Regions from separate parts of the Zea mays genome. Here region 2 is linked to region 1. The links are chromatin contacts, called in public Hi-C maps. All regions are on one chromosome and are shown on one strand. The core of a region is the stretch at or near the end of the contact, and the rest is flanking DNA. Distances in the headings are between cores, read along the strand shown.

The links. Hi-C and Micro-C count contacts between places; a contact is called where the count stands out from the background.
Region 2: a Hi-C map of leaf shows a contact between it and region 1, with 8 times the contacts expected there. The contact joins the promoter of LOC103629048 here to the promoter of LOC103629045 in region 1. A contact is called at or near these places in 10 of 25 Hi-C or Micro-C datasets (ear, endosperm, leaf and 3 more) and 1 of 3 datasets of contacts at active chromatin or transcription factors (seedling).

The regions. Positions count from the first base shown.
Region 1 is chr6:18,611,231-18,615,010 of Zm-B73-REFERENCE-NAM-5.0, reverse strand. LOC103629045 reads right to left here and starts at 2,087. Exons shown (of 4, transcript XM_008650248.2): 1 at 1,835-2,087; 2 at 1,663-1,756; 3 at 1,350-1,507; 4 at 172-1,278. The coding sequence starts at 1,678. The coding sequence ends at 913.
Region 2 is chr6:18,795,274-18,799,053 of Zm-B73-REFERENCE-NAM-5.0, reverse strand. LOC103629048 reads left to right here and starts at 1,872. Exons shown (of 2, transcript NM_001357028.1): 1 at 1,872-3,523. The coding sequence starts at 2,194. It overlaps LOC118472159, which reads right to left and starts at 2,287. Exons shown (of 1, transcript XM_035959882.1): 1 at 717-2,287. The coding sequence starts at 1,498. The coding sequence ends at 929.

The DNA.
Region 1 (3,780 bases), core at 838-3,337:
CCCGTCGCCTGGCCTGTTCGTCCTCTACTCCGGCATCGCTTCCCCGTGGAGTACCCAAAGATTCTCAAACCGGCATGGCAAACGCCGCCGAGAGATGTGCTCTGAAAGCGAGCGTGGCCGCTAATGGCGCTCGTCGTGCGGCTACCTCTGCGGCAAACGCCGCCGTGGTTGCTGGAGACCTATGTGCTGCAACATCTGTGGGTAACCAATCCACTGTTTCCACCCTAGATGTTCTCATAACAGCTACTTGCGCGGAGACTCGAGCTGAATCGGCATGGGGTGAAGCTCGCCTCGCTGCCTTGCTGGCCGAGGAATCCAGGGTTTCCAACTTGCAGGTTTGCTTTGCTTTGTCTGAATTGTGTTGTCAATGATTGGAATGGTATGAATATCAGTTGTTGCCCTATGATGCATCTTGCTAGCTGACTTCATATGTAGCTGAGGACGTTTGCATCACAATTGTTGCTGAGGGCGTTTGCATCACTTACTCTCGGTTAACTGACTTCATATGTGTTCATGGATCAGTTCTGTTTACTAAATTTATAAGTGCTGTAACCGTGTGATGATGATATGTGGAGTAAGCTGGAGCTGAATTGAATTGAGGATTGAATTGTTGGAATTAAAGCAATGATGCTTTGATATGCTTTAAGGGCCCTGTGATGCGTTTTGCTTACTGTACTCATTTCTTGATAGTTTGTTGAGGGCCTTTGCATCACTTCGATTAACTGACTTCATATGTGTTCCTGCATCAGTTCTGTTAAATGAAATTATATGTGCTGGAACTGTGCCTAGTGATGCCCAGTGATGCTATTTGTCATTGAACTCGAATGGATTCAAATGAGGAGAAATTTAGTAGCTGAGGGCAAAGTTAACTTAGCCCTGTGACAACAGCAGGTTTTTTGGAGAGATGAGGATTTAAGAAGGTTTTTTTCTTAACTTAGCCCTGTGATGCGAAGGAAAATTGCCTGAAGGAAAATTTAAGAAGGTTTTTTTCTTAACAGGATTGTTCATGTCATAAACAATCCGTTCCTCATCTACCACAGAATCAGAACATGGAATGGCAGCTGATGCTTCACCATCCAAAAAGTCTCTATTACTCCATCTAACATGACGAGCTGATTCTTCTTCCCTTTGAGCAGATTCAAACACATCCTCATTATGCAAACCCAGCTGGATATACAATGCTTGTTCACTAGTAACATTCTGTCTTCCTTCCTCGGTCCACCTGTCTTCAACTTCGATTGAATCCCAATCAACATATTCACTTGGATTACAATTTCCCTACACAACACAAACTCATAATTAGTACATATTTGGATCAAACTAAAGAGCATCACAAATACATTACTCACCGAGGTACCAAATGTGACGCGATCGTCCTGGCCAATACAAGCTAAACTCCAATCTTCCTCTTCGCAGCGCGGTGCAGTCATTTCATTGGTTGGCGACACGCCACGGCCGAACAACAATTGCACATTTTCTTCAGTCAGAGACAGAGACAATGCCGCACCTACTACAACGTTATCAATCCCTAATGTGTATTTGCATTTTACCAAATAACAGTACAAAAACCATGAGACTTATATTTATAGCAGTCCATTGCAACAAAAATGCAAAAAATCTACTGCTAAGTGGATTATTGCTGTCCATTACATGGGAGCATACCTCGTGGAGAGTCCATGACCTACAGGCCGAGGTCCTCAGCTCCTGTGCGCGCCGTCGCGTAGACCGCAGAGCGCTCCAGAGCGGCGGCACAGATCTGCAGCGAGGAACATCTCAAAGTTGACAATGAGGCTGGGACCCAAGATTAAGTGCCCACATTGCTTCTGAAACTCACCTGGTCAGCGGCGGCGGTGGGGAGGACGCAGCATCCAGTAGGAGTTCGCGGCCACCACTTGGACCAAGGAGACGGACGAACTGGAGCGCTCGATGAACTGGAGTACTCGGCTGAACGGAAAAACCAGACGGTGCAAACGGAAGGCACGAGCGAGGGGCAGCAAGGGAATAGCATACCTGGTAATGACGATCAGCCGCCACGAATGCCAGATGTTCAAAGCGTCCGGGATTATAATGCCAAGAGGGCAATTGCACTGATCGGGATGCCAAAGCTCTGGAACCCGACGATGGCGATGCCAAAATTGCAAAAAGCTCGGGCGCGTGCGTGGGCCGCTGCCGCCGCGGGCCGCCTCCGGTCGTGGGCCAGAAGTGAGGGGGCGGCCCGTTTAGGGTCTCCCCTTTTTATTTTTTTAAATTAATTTAATAACAATAAAACCCTATTTAGAGCATTTTGCAAACATTTTCACAAGATGGGGCGAAAATAAAAGTTGTTCCAAATTTTATGCGCTACAACTTTGCTTTAATGACCAACTCAAAATTTTTTAACAGATTTTGAATCAAAGATAAAATATGCAAAAGAGCATTTGAATCCATTTAATTTCAAATTTGAATTTGGTGGCAATTTGAATACAAACATGCCTCAAACTTTTATTCCTAATATTTCTAAATTCACTTAATGACCAAACACAAGAATTTAGGGCAAAAACAAGCATGTGCATATTCACATTATTTAATTCATGCATGATTTAATCAAATTAAAATCAAAGTCCAATTCAAACATTACATGAAATATCACTTAGCCAAATTTAAATGCAATGCTCATGATGTTTTATGAAATGATGATTATGCCTCTAATATGGCACGCTAAGCTAGCTTAACACCTAGGGGTGTTACAGTGCGCGGCCTGACGCTGTCGGCCACGACGACGTCGACGTCGCGTGCGGCGACGGCTTCGTCAGGTGACTAACAAAGCCATTTCGTGCACGATTATCTCGCTAACCAAATGTCATTAGCAAAAACTCTATTACTAAAAGTTGTAGAGCTACATGAGATCAACAACTTTTCTTTACTAATCACCCTCTGATTCGGCCTAGATTTCAATCTACAGAGCCCCAAACATGGGTTCATCGAAACTGAAAATCAGTTCCACATAGAGAAAAATTCTAAGTCTCAAAACAGCCCCCAAATCTGCCTTCTAACCACTTTTTGAGCATTTTCCACACATTTTCATGACTTGGCCCCAAAATAACTTTTGTTCCTTATGAAATTCTACACATGTTTCATTTAGGGCACATCAACATGCAAGCAATGTAGATAGCACTGTTTAATTAGTCAAACAAAACCACTTCTAGGGTCAAAACAAAGCCACTATCACTTAGGAGCTTAATTAGCCAAGATGATCAACATGAACATTGCTTAATTATACGTCCTAAGTCAGTCTAGGTTGGTTTAGTGAACAACCAACACACTCACTTGTGTTAAGCACTCATGTCCCTCTGCAATTCAAACACAATTCAAGCAAATTCAAACAAGTTTCATACTCCACATGAAATGACATGGTCCTTTGAGTTGATGCTCATGCCAAGGGTGCTTAGGGTGATGCTCATGATGATAGTCATGATGATGTTCGTGGTGATGAACATGCTTATGCAACTTAACACCTAGAGGTGTTACAGCCCTCCCCTTATAAAAATCTTGTCCCGAGATTTGTGTTACTAACCATTGTTTATGAAATTCGGGGTAAACGTCACGTAGGTAGGCCTCGGTTTCCTAGGTTGCATCTCGTTCATCGTGATGACTCCACAAAACCTTATAAGTTCTAACTACTCGATTCTGCGTCACTCTGTCTTTGCTGTCCACCACTTGAACTAGCTGTTCTTGGTATACTAAGTCTGATCCAATCTTGAGCCCTTGTGGTTCGATCTCTTCCTTAGGGATACGCAGACA
Region 2 (3,780 bases), core at 623-3,122, 180 kb before region 1:
ACGATTACAGTTGCATTCGTGATGTTGTTCTGCTCCTTAAGTTTGCATCCCTGCCAGATCTCTGATAATTAATGTCATGAGGTTTAACCATTGTATATCACGTCCAATAACCATTTATTCAAGGTAGGTTACAGCACTCACAGTTCAGCTGACAGAAATGAAGGTTTGTATTCTCAATTATACTGCTGTCTGTTAACGAACAAAATTACATTGAGGTATAAAAAAATGCACAAATAGGAGTGTCACACAGGATACTTATCAGCTACATACAAGCAAGTAAATTAAAGAACATTCAGATTACCAGGGATAATAATAAGCAAATAAGATCCATGGATTGGTTCCATCCAACGTTGGGTTTAGGATACGATATTGGGCTGCCACTTGGGCCTTCTGCTAGTCTCTTTACTGGCTTGCTCTTGCTCTGCGCGCTTGCCTGTTGGCTGCTTGCTTTCTTTACAAATTAATTATGATGAACCAATGGGCCTGTTCGCTTCTGACTATTTCAGTTGTGGTTGCAGCAGTAAACTAGCGCAGCGCTGTTGCTAGAGCTAGGTGAAGGTACAGCTGCTGCACGGAGCTGGTGTATTATTGGGGAAGGGCGTAATGGCATTGAAATCAATTAGACCAGCCATTTGTAAATCAGGTCTAAAACTGTGCTGTAACCTGCCTCATCCAGTGTAAAAGCCAACACTCGCTCACATTTCAGCTGGCAGAAATGAAAGGAGAGTTCAGAAAACTTCCATGTTATTTGTATTCTAAACGATACACTGCTGTGTTTATTTGAACCAATAAAATCACATTGTGAAAAAAATGCAACAAACGGGAGCATGCATCGGACATCATTCTCAGATAGACAGATACATACAAGTAAACTAAAAGAAAAACAGAATGCCAAGGATAATTAAGTAGATAAAGATCTATGGATCTACTAGGTGACAACCTGCGGCTTGCTTCCCGAGTGCCCAACAAATAGGATGCAGGCGGCGATAAGCGTGAGCACGACGAGGACCACGACGACGATGGCGAGACACTTGGCGTGGGGACGAGACACAGCTCCCACCGTCACCACCATGGACAGATACAGCCCGAGAGCTATCGCACAGAAGAAGAAGAAACCAACCGTGTTGAATGGCCCTACCATGAAGCGTCCGGCGATCGCCGTGAAGAGGCCGCCAGAACTGGCGATGCCTTGTGAAAGGTCCAGCAAATGGCCCAGGTATGGACTGTCCTCATCGTCTCCGATCATGTCCTGTGTGAAGGATGGCAACACGTGTCTGTCTGCCGCATGCCGCAGCTTCGGTTGGAGGAGGGCGACGACGGCGGTGAGGATGGCGAAGGCGTAGTATTTGTTGAATGACAGGATCAGAAGGCAGGTCGCCAGCTCTAGGAGGAGCTGAAAAAGGGTCCGCCATCCTACGCCAGGTGCCCCGGTCTTGGTAGCCTCGTCGACCCCTTCGCCTGGTCTTCGTCGGGCCCTTCGCCGGCGACAAACACCCATTAGTAGTCCTCCCGTGGCAGGCCAGACATTCAGATTGAACTCGTCGGCTCTCGTCCTCCGTCCTCTGGTCCTCTCTGGTGAGGTGTTCTTATTCTCCCCCCCCCTCTCCTAGGCCGCCTTCCTCCTTGGGCTTCTCCGTTGCTGCCGATAGCCATGTGATTTTGTTGCAATGAGGCTGTGGCGGGGGTGGGTTCCTGGGGTTGATGTTTCCTTTGAGCCGTTTAATGGAGATCGGTCCCATGGTGGTTTGGAGGCCCATTCGATGTGGGATGGGGCATAGGATGAAGACACATCGCCTCTAGCCAAATCAAGGGTGGAAACCGCTGTGCCGCAACTTGACCTAATCGGCTCTCCTTCGCTCCCTCACTTGGCCGCTTTACTTGCCTCGATCTGGTCATCCCCTTCCTCGGTGAGATCTAGTTTCAGTGGTGGGTGGAGGTGGGTGCCGATCCAGCCCCCGTCCTCGGAGGAGGAGTGGTCGAGGATTGGATCGGGGAGATCTCTGCCGGTTGCAAGGCGTGAGGCGATGGGTGCCAAAGGTTGGAGCCAAAAATGGGGCACTGGGAACAACAGGGAGGAGGCTCGCGATCCGCCGCAGTGGAGTAGAAACAGGAATCTGAGCTGGAGATTGAGGCCTCCCCCCTGGAAAGACGATCCCCAAAAAGGATGTAGCCGACTCTTCTTCCACTGGCGAAATGATCGTGCAAGGTAACCCTAATTTCTCCCTTCATTCTTCTGGGTCTGAGAATGAAATGGGGAGGAGATTTTTCTGCCAGAAGTGTGGGGAAGAAGGTCATCACGCAAGGGATTGCTGCAAGTCTCTTTGGTGTGAGATCTGTCGCAAGGACACCCATGTGATGGCTAAATGTGTTTGGCCGCGACAGATTAAGCCCATGATGCCGATTGTGGGCATGGCTGCAGATGGGCTAGGGTTCTTCTCATCCCAGTATGCTAAACCCAGTCTCAGGAAACCTAATCTATCTTGCTTGGGGTTGGTTAAGATTCTGGAAGGGTTTGTGTCTGCCTCTGAGCTTGAAAAGGATTTTAGCTTTCACTTTCCTTGGGGAAGAACTTGGAAGGCAGAGAAATGTCCAGCTGGTTATGTGATGCATTTTCCGTCTCAAGATAAGCTAGATGAGCTGAGTCAGTTTATAGAGGTCAAAATGAAGATGTCCGGAGCTAAAATCATGGTGCTGCCCTGGAACTGTCAGGCTAATGCGAAAGCAAGGCTGCATACTGTTTGGATGAGTGCGGAGAATGTGCTAGATGAGTTAAGACACTACCAGGCTATCTGCGAGCTGGGATCGATCTTGGGGGCTGTTGAGGAAGTGGATTTAAAATCTCTGGAGATGTCAGAGTCGGTCAAGTTTAAGGTTCATGTTAAGAGCATTAACATGATTCCAAAAATAGTGGAAGTTGGTGTCAAGCCTTTTCTGTTTGATGTGTATTTTAAAGTGGATTCAATTGTGGAAGAAGGGTGGAATGAGGAGAATTCGAATCTTGGTAAGAGAGTGAAATCCAATACATGTGTTTCTGAAGGATCTATGTCTAAATCGACAGGGAAAAAAGCTAGAAAGGAGTCTGTGGACGGCAAGGAGAAGAATGAGGTTGCTTCTTCGGCTGGCAAAGGTCACTCTAGAAAAACTGCTACTGTTACTGAGAGTGAAGGTCAAAAGATAACCCACAAAGGGGACAAAACACTGCAGCACAATGAAGAGGACAGTGGAGGTCAGGTTAACTTGGAGCTCAGTGAGGAGGATCTCCTTAGCTCTCAGGAATTGGCTGAGTTAGCTAAAAGTGTGGGTGTCAATCTGCAGTGCTCACAAGAAAGTGGGAATGAAAATTGCAAAGCTGAGAACACTGGTGATGGGGTGGTTGCTCAGAGAGATAAAAAAGGCAAAGCTAAAATGGCAGAGGGGTTTGAGGGGCTGAGGAGGAGCCCAAGACTTGAAGCTGATGATGATTTGAACATTACTGAGAAAGCTATCAACAGAGCTGAAGCTAAAGACACCTTCATACATAAAGGTAACTGCTGGAATCCCTTCTCTGTCTTAAATACTAAAGATGCTGTGCTAGTAGACCTTGCAAATTCGTTAGGTGTGTGCCTAGGAAATAATAAAAATGAAATAGAGCTCAGTCTTCAGGACATAAAAATGCTTGAAGAAACCAAATTAAATGTTATGTTGAACTCAAGTGGTGGTAGACAGGACTCTTCTCCTCTGGTTCTTTCTGAAGATCGTGACGTAGTCTCTTCACAGCCCATTGATGACTCTCAAAATGAC